Regions from separate parts of the Rattus norvegicus genome. Here region 2 is linked to region 1. Evidence: chromatin contacts called from public Hi-C data. All regions are on one chromosome and are shown on one strand. The core of a region is the stretch at or near the end of the contact, and the rest is flanking DNA. Distances in the headings are between cores, read along the strand shown. Region 1 holds the start of Crebbp (CREB binding protein). Region 2 holds the start of Trap1 (TNF receptor-associated protein 1).

Evidence for each region. A called contact is a pair of places that touch in the nucleus more often than the background predicts.
Region 2: a contact with region 1 is called in a Hi-C map of liver, with 3 times the contacts expected there. The contact joins the promoter of Trap1 here to the promoter of Crebbp in region 1. A contact is called at or near these places in 7 of 12 Hi-C or Micro-C datasets (frontal cortex, hepatocytes, kidney and 4 more) and 1 of 1 datasets of contacts at active chromatin or transcription factors (oligodendrocytes).

Annotation. Positions count from the first base shown.
Region 1 is chr10:11,840,763-11,843,758 of GRCr8, reverse strand. Crebbp (CREB binding protein) reads right to left here and starts at 1,419. Exons shown (of 31, transcript NM_133381.4): 1 at 1,312-1,419. The coding sequence starts at 1,396.
Region 2 is chr10:11,969,388-11,972,580 of GRCr8, reverse strand. Trap1 (TNF receptor-associated protein 1) reads right to left here and starts at 1,322. Exons shown (of 18, transcript NM_001039001.1): 1 at 1,217-1,322. The coding sequence starts at 1,304.

The DNA.
Region 1 (2,996 bases), core at 170-2,669:
CTTAACCACCGTTTCCACAATTCTCATCAATAAGTTAAGATCTTTATGAAAATAAACATCAAACTCAACTTGTCATTTAAAAGTAAAAGCACCATCAGTGGCTTTTCCCTACCTACCTATGAATCGTTCACTTATTTACTCCTTCCTACTGCTCAACAAGTTTTAAGTCAACAAAAATCTTCTGAAAAGTGATGGAGGAGGGAGAACACTCCCCTCTCATTTCTACATTAACCAATGTTACCCGTCTCCTTTCATGACTGGATTCCAGGAATACTATTCAAACTGAAGCCATGAAATCGAAGCTTTGTTTCACAGTAGAAATATTTTTAATATTCTTATATAAAGTCGCATAAAGTTCCACAACTTGAACATCTGTGTCTAGCGCCAATCTGCAGGCAGCAATGTAATTTGATTTCGACCCATTCATCAGAAACTGGTTTTCAGATGCCGCTACAAGTACGTACTAGAGAAATGCTAGCTGCGCTAAGCCGGCATTGTTTGCAGCAGCGTACAAGTTTTTTTTTCTTTTTCTTTTTTTAATTTGGAAGAAGAGCTTAAAAGAGGAAATTCGAATCATTGGCAAGGTTATCATAGAGCTATCCAGAGAACTCTGAATTACTGAACGAACAGAAAACTCTTGGCGACCTGATACGATCACCTAAGAAAGTTTGAAAGGAAGCTATTTAGTGAGTCGGGGAAAAGATTTAAGAGTATCTCGCTTTTTTCTTTTTCCCTGAAAGATTTAAAGTCCTTAATTTTTTTAATTTTACATCTTCACTGTAAAACCATCTCAACCTCAAAGGCAGACTGAGGCCAAATGGACTTTTAAAAGCCTGCTAGCTTCTTTTTAAGGTTACGTATGTAAATGAAAGACACCACAGCAACTTTGATGACAACTCGCAAGTGAGGTTTGGGGTTTTGAAAAAAAAAATACTAGGTGATCAAAAAAAAAAAAATCAAGAGTTTCTAAATAACCACTAAGCGTTTTCCCAAGCAACACATTCCAAGAAACTTCTCAGTCGCAACTCGTAAGAAGGCAGCAGCTGTGTCCGCGACTGCAGCGCCTAGAGTGGGGTTCCGATCCTGAAAGCTTTCATTACCTCTGGTCGCATTCTCTCACTCCAAACCTCCAAGGTCCCCTCCGCTGTCATCCTGGCCGGCCACGCGTGCGGACACTCGGCCGCGCCCCCGCTTCACTTTTCCTCCCCAGCAGGGAAGCGCATCCAAGGCCCGGGACAGAGTCTCCCGCCACTGCGACCCTCAGCTCCCTCCCCACGGCGGATTCTTGACAGCGAGCCTGGCCAACCTCACCTGTGCTGTCATTCGCGGAGAAGCCGGGCGAGCTGAGTTTGGCTCGTTTGGGGTTGGGCGGTCCGTCCAGCAAGTTCTCGGCCATCTTCACCTGCTCGCGGAAACAGCCCTAAGCGCGGGCGGCGCGACGCGGCCCGGACGGGGGTCGGGCCGGCGGCAGCGAGCAGGCTAGCCAGCGAAGAGCGAGCGCAGGAGCGCGGGCCGGGCCGCGGAGGGCGCAGGCCGGGTGGGGGAGGCGGCGGCCAAATCTCAGCCTCAGCAACAGCGCCCCGCAGCGCTCACCGCCCGCCCCCGGCCGCCGCCGCCGCCGCCGGCCGCGGCCCCCTCATCCCCTGCCCGCCTCCCGAGCGCGACACTCCGCGGCCCGGGCACCCAAGCGGCCCGGCCGCCTCCGCGGGCCCGGCTGGCAGCGACGGCGCCCGGCCCCGCGGCTCAGGCGGCGCCCGGGAACATGGTGGTACCGCCGCCGCCGCCTCGCTGCCCCCCCACCGCGCGCGCCCCACTTAATGAATTCGCCCGCGGCCGGACGACCGGGGGGCTCTGGGCTCCGCCGCCCGCCCGCGGCCCGCCGCCGCCGTGAGGAAAAACAATGCGCCGAGCGGGGCCGCCGCCGCGCCGCGGCCCCCCCACCCCGTGCCGCCGCCGCCGCGGCCGCCGCCGCCGCCGCGGCCGCCGCCGGGCTCCGGGAGGCCGAGACGAGAGGCGAGCGGGGCCGCCGGGGCGGGCGCCGAGGGCCGGGCGGAGCGGGCCGGCCAGGCAGAGCGGGGTGCGCGGGCGGTTGTGGGGCCCGGGACCGGCGGGGCCGAGTAGATCGCGCTCGAAGCCCCGGTCGGATCCGCGACAAGATGGCGGCTGTTGATTCCTCAATTAAAAAAAAAAGAAAGTTTTTTTTCTTCTCTTTCCAGAGCCTGAACGGGGAGGGGGAGGGGGCGGGGCACGCCTGTACGTCACCCCCCGCGGCGTCACCACGCACGGCCCCCGCCCCGCCCCCTCCACCTGCGCCGGCCGCGGCGGAAAGAGCCGAGTGCGCTCGGGTGGAAGGGTCGAAGGCGCGGCGGCAGTGCGTGAGGCGACGGGCTGAGGCGCTGGGCCGGGCCTGCGGGACGCGAAGGGCGCAAAGCAGACGGCCACTTTTGTTCTGACGGTGTCAGAAAGGCGGCACGAGCGGGGAGGGCGCCCTGGGCTCGAGCCTAGGCCCCTGGGCGCGGAGTCGGCGCTGATCCGGGCCCTGCCCGTCCGGTCCTGCCCCGGCAGCTCTCCCTCTTCGCAGCTGGCTCCTCGCCTCCTAGCTCGCAAGCCTCCAGTGTGACATCGGACTGGGAAGACGCCTGAGCAACCTGCGCCTCTTCCCCTCGCCCTGTTAGTGATGGCTTAGTGGCGCCTGCAGGTTACAGAAGGTCCTCAGCTCTGTGTGCAGATAGGGAAACTGAGGCAGGAAGGGGGAAAAGCAACTTTTTTCCGAGATCACCAGGGAGAATATGACTGGACAAGAGTCCACCCCTTGTTCTCCCCAAGTTTAGCAAGGGCACTGCGAGGCTTTTTAGTGTCCACTCCCAAGCCCAAAACGATTGGAGCCAGGTCCAACGCTGTCACCTGAAGGAAGAAGCTGTCGGCTCTACCTCCTGGATCTGAGAAGGGCCCGGGTGCCATGACCAAGGGCTTCGATGTTTTAGGGGTGCTCCTCA
Region 2 (3,193 bases), core at 73-2,572, 130 kb before region 1:
CCTTTCGGAACAGACTGAGCAAACTTGCCAAGGCTGAGAAGGCATTTGCAGAACATGACGCACAGGCACAAAAAGGAAATCATAGGGGTTGGGGATTTAGCTCAGTGGTAGAGCGCTTGCCTAGGAAGCGCAAGGCCCTGGGTTCGGTCCCCAGCTCCGGAAAAAAAAAGAACACCCCCCCCCCAAAAAAAAAAAAAAAAAAAAAAAAAGGAAAGCATAGAGAAGAAACTGATCCACCGTCAAGTAAACCAGTCTCTCTGACTGTTCACAAGAGATGTCTTCTACACCGGGCTCTTTTTTTAGTATTTTCAGTGGTACTGGGGACCAATTCAGGACCTATGCAAGCCAAGCACAAACTGCCTTTGGGAACTCTCTTTTTGGTGTTTTGTTTTAAAGACACACTTAAATGTTAGAGGAGATACTATGAGACAATCAGTTTTGCTATTGAGGATATAGACAAAAAAAAAAAAAAAAAGGTTTTTTTTGGGCACCAGGCGCAGTAGCACACAACTTTAATGCCAACATTCTGGGAGGCAGATGAATCTCTGAGTTTGTGACCAGCCTGGTCTATTGTAGCAAGTTCCAGGCCAGGCAGAACAACATAGTGAAATCCTGTCTCTCTCCCCATACTCAATAAAAAAATTGAGGTGAAATTTGGCAAATTAGTTAATACTGAAATAAAAAGGCCGAAAACATGTTCCTAAAGACTTAAGTAATCGCTCACTCAAATCTGTGAAACGCTGTTAACGATTTTTGTGGCCAACAGAACATTTAGTGGTGGATGAGAGCGACAGAACTTCGAAGCCATTAGAAAGCTAGTGTACCTGTATATGCGTAACAAAAAATTTGTGTAAGGAATGCTAGAAACGTTAAGATTCTTTAGCACAACTCATACTTGACTTGGGCCCTTTTATGTAAAAAATAGTTGTAGATCGAACACCCGGAGTTCATTGGCTTCCTGAAGTCCGGGTGACCGTTGGTTTTGTTCACCGTAGTTACCCCAGGGCTTGACCTCTGCAAGAGCTGAGAGTGTGCACAGCCGCATGCAACGAACGAGTCAACCCAAGCCCGGGAGCTCCTGCAATCAGGAATATCAGGGACTGATCAGAGCACGATTCCGCTCGCTAGAAACGACCGCTTCTTCCTACTTCCCGCCCAACGTAGCAGTCCCCGAGCAGTGAGGCCTCCCTTCTTTGCGCTCTCGTGCCGCGCTCACCTCGCCGGACTCCCGCCAGCGCGGGAGCCCTCAGTGCAGACTGCAGCCCGCGGCCCCACAGCAGCAGAGCTCGCAGCTCTCGCGCCATGCTTCTGTTCCTTAGAACCACGAACAGCCAACAAGAGTGGCGAGGGGGCCTTCCGCAGGGGCGGCTCAATGACGTCATCGCGCGCGCCGGGTTGTGACGTCACGGAGGCGCCGGCCTGTCCAACGCGATGCCTGTGCGAGAACACGAACGCAGCAAACTGCTGCGCGGGAGAGCCAAAAGACCGTACTTTTTGACCTTGGATCTCAATGACAAGGACGCTGACCCCTTGCCTGGAGTGTGTGATGGTTCTAGTGTCCCCGGCCGGCGGCTGCAGGCTGTCCCTGGGCAGGAGCATCCCATTCTCAAGATGTCACTACTCAGGCTGGACTGTGGATGCGCGGACCTACCTACTCATGTATTTCTATGTGTTTGGGTCATTGGAAAACAGCAGCAATGCCAAAACCTACACTGACAAAGAAATTTTAGGTTTGACTGTTATTCGCCAAAACGTGAACTCAGCAACCAACACCTCTGGACTTGCCGGTTTACTGTGACTTTCTCCCTAGTGGAAGTTGTTTTTTTTTTTTTTTTTTTGGATTCAGGCCTGGTCTCTAACGTTTGATCCAAACTCCAGCTGCTTCCTAAGCAGATTGCTTATCACCGTCCTAATCTCAGATAAGACCAAGCGACAGGTTCTCGCTTGATTGACACACGCCAGATACATTTTCCAATGATCAAATTTTACAAAAACATTAACGCGGTTGTCTAGCTTGTTATCAGACACTAGTTCCTATTGCAGGAGCGGTTAATCCCTGGATCCTGAAGAGCCTTCAAACTTTGGTAGAGGGCATGTTTAGTTATGGTTCTAGGTTGAATGTGTCAAAGATAGCTCCCACATGCTTGACTCTATAGATGGAAAATAGAAAAGAATGGGCAGATCTAGGAGGCCAGACAGATGGCTCTGTATTTAAAGTGCCTGTTGCCCTGACATCCCTAAGAAATTGACAGGGCACTGTGTGCCTGTAATCTTAGTGCTGGGAAGACAGAGACAAGAGAATCCTTGGGACTTGCTAGCCAACCAATCTAAATTTGCTAGTCCCATGTTCAGTGAAAGACCGTTCCAAAATTTAAGGTGGAGAGCAGCTGTGGGAGACATCTTTCACTGAGTACCGCAACACCTCACAATTACTAGCCCCAAACCCTCAGCCGGTTCTGCTCCTGTTAGGCCCACATCCTCCACAACCAGCCTCACCCTCACTCCCTAGAGTTTTTCTATGTTCATTCTTAGATCCTTAAGTTCTAGCTTCTGTCTGCCTGCAGGCTCCGTACTACCTCCTCCAATCTGCCTGAGTCCCAGTCGGGTTACCACACAGAATAGCTTCCCTGGACACTACTCCTAGAGGCTTCATGTTTCATTCTTTTAACTCTCCATCCTGGAATCATCTCTTCAATCAGAGGTGACACACATCTGTAGAACATTTAGAAAGGTGATGTGAGGGGTTGGGGATTTAGCTCAGTGGTAGAGCGCTTGCCTAGCAAGCGCAAGGCCCTGTGTTCAGTCCTCAGCTCCAGAAAAGAAAAAAAAAAAATGGGAAAGGTGATGTGGCATTTAGCAAAGAAAGGGATATCCGGGCTTTAAGGATGGGGATGTAGGGTCTGTCTAGTATACTTCATTACGTTCCAGGGAAACCAACTCTAGGCCCTCCTGTGGTCTGGTCAGTTTGGAAACCATGTGTTACCAAGGGCCAGAACAGGAGATGACATTCCTGGGAATTCCAAGGGTCATCGGTACACTCTAGTACAAACTCCAAACAGTGGTCCACTTCAGATACCTCTTGGCATCTGCCCCTTCACCTGCCTGGTTCCACTTCCCAGATTTGGAACTTGTAATACTTCTTCAATGCTCACTCCAGGAAGGAGCATGGAAAGTCACCTTCTTGTTGTTAGTG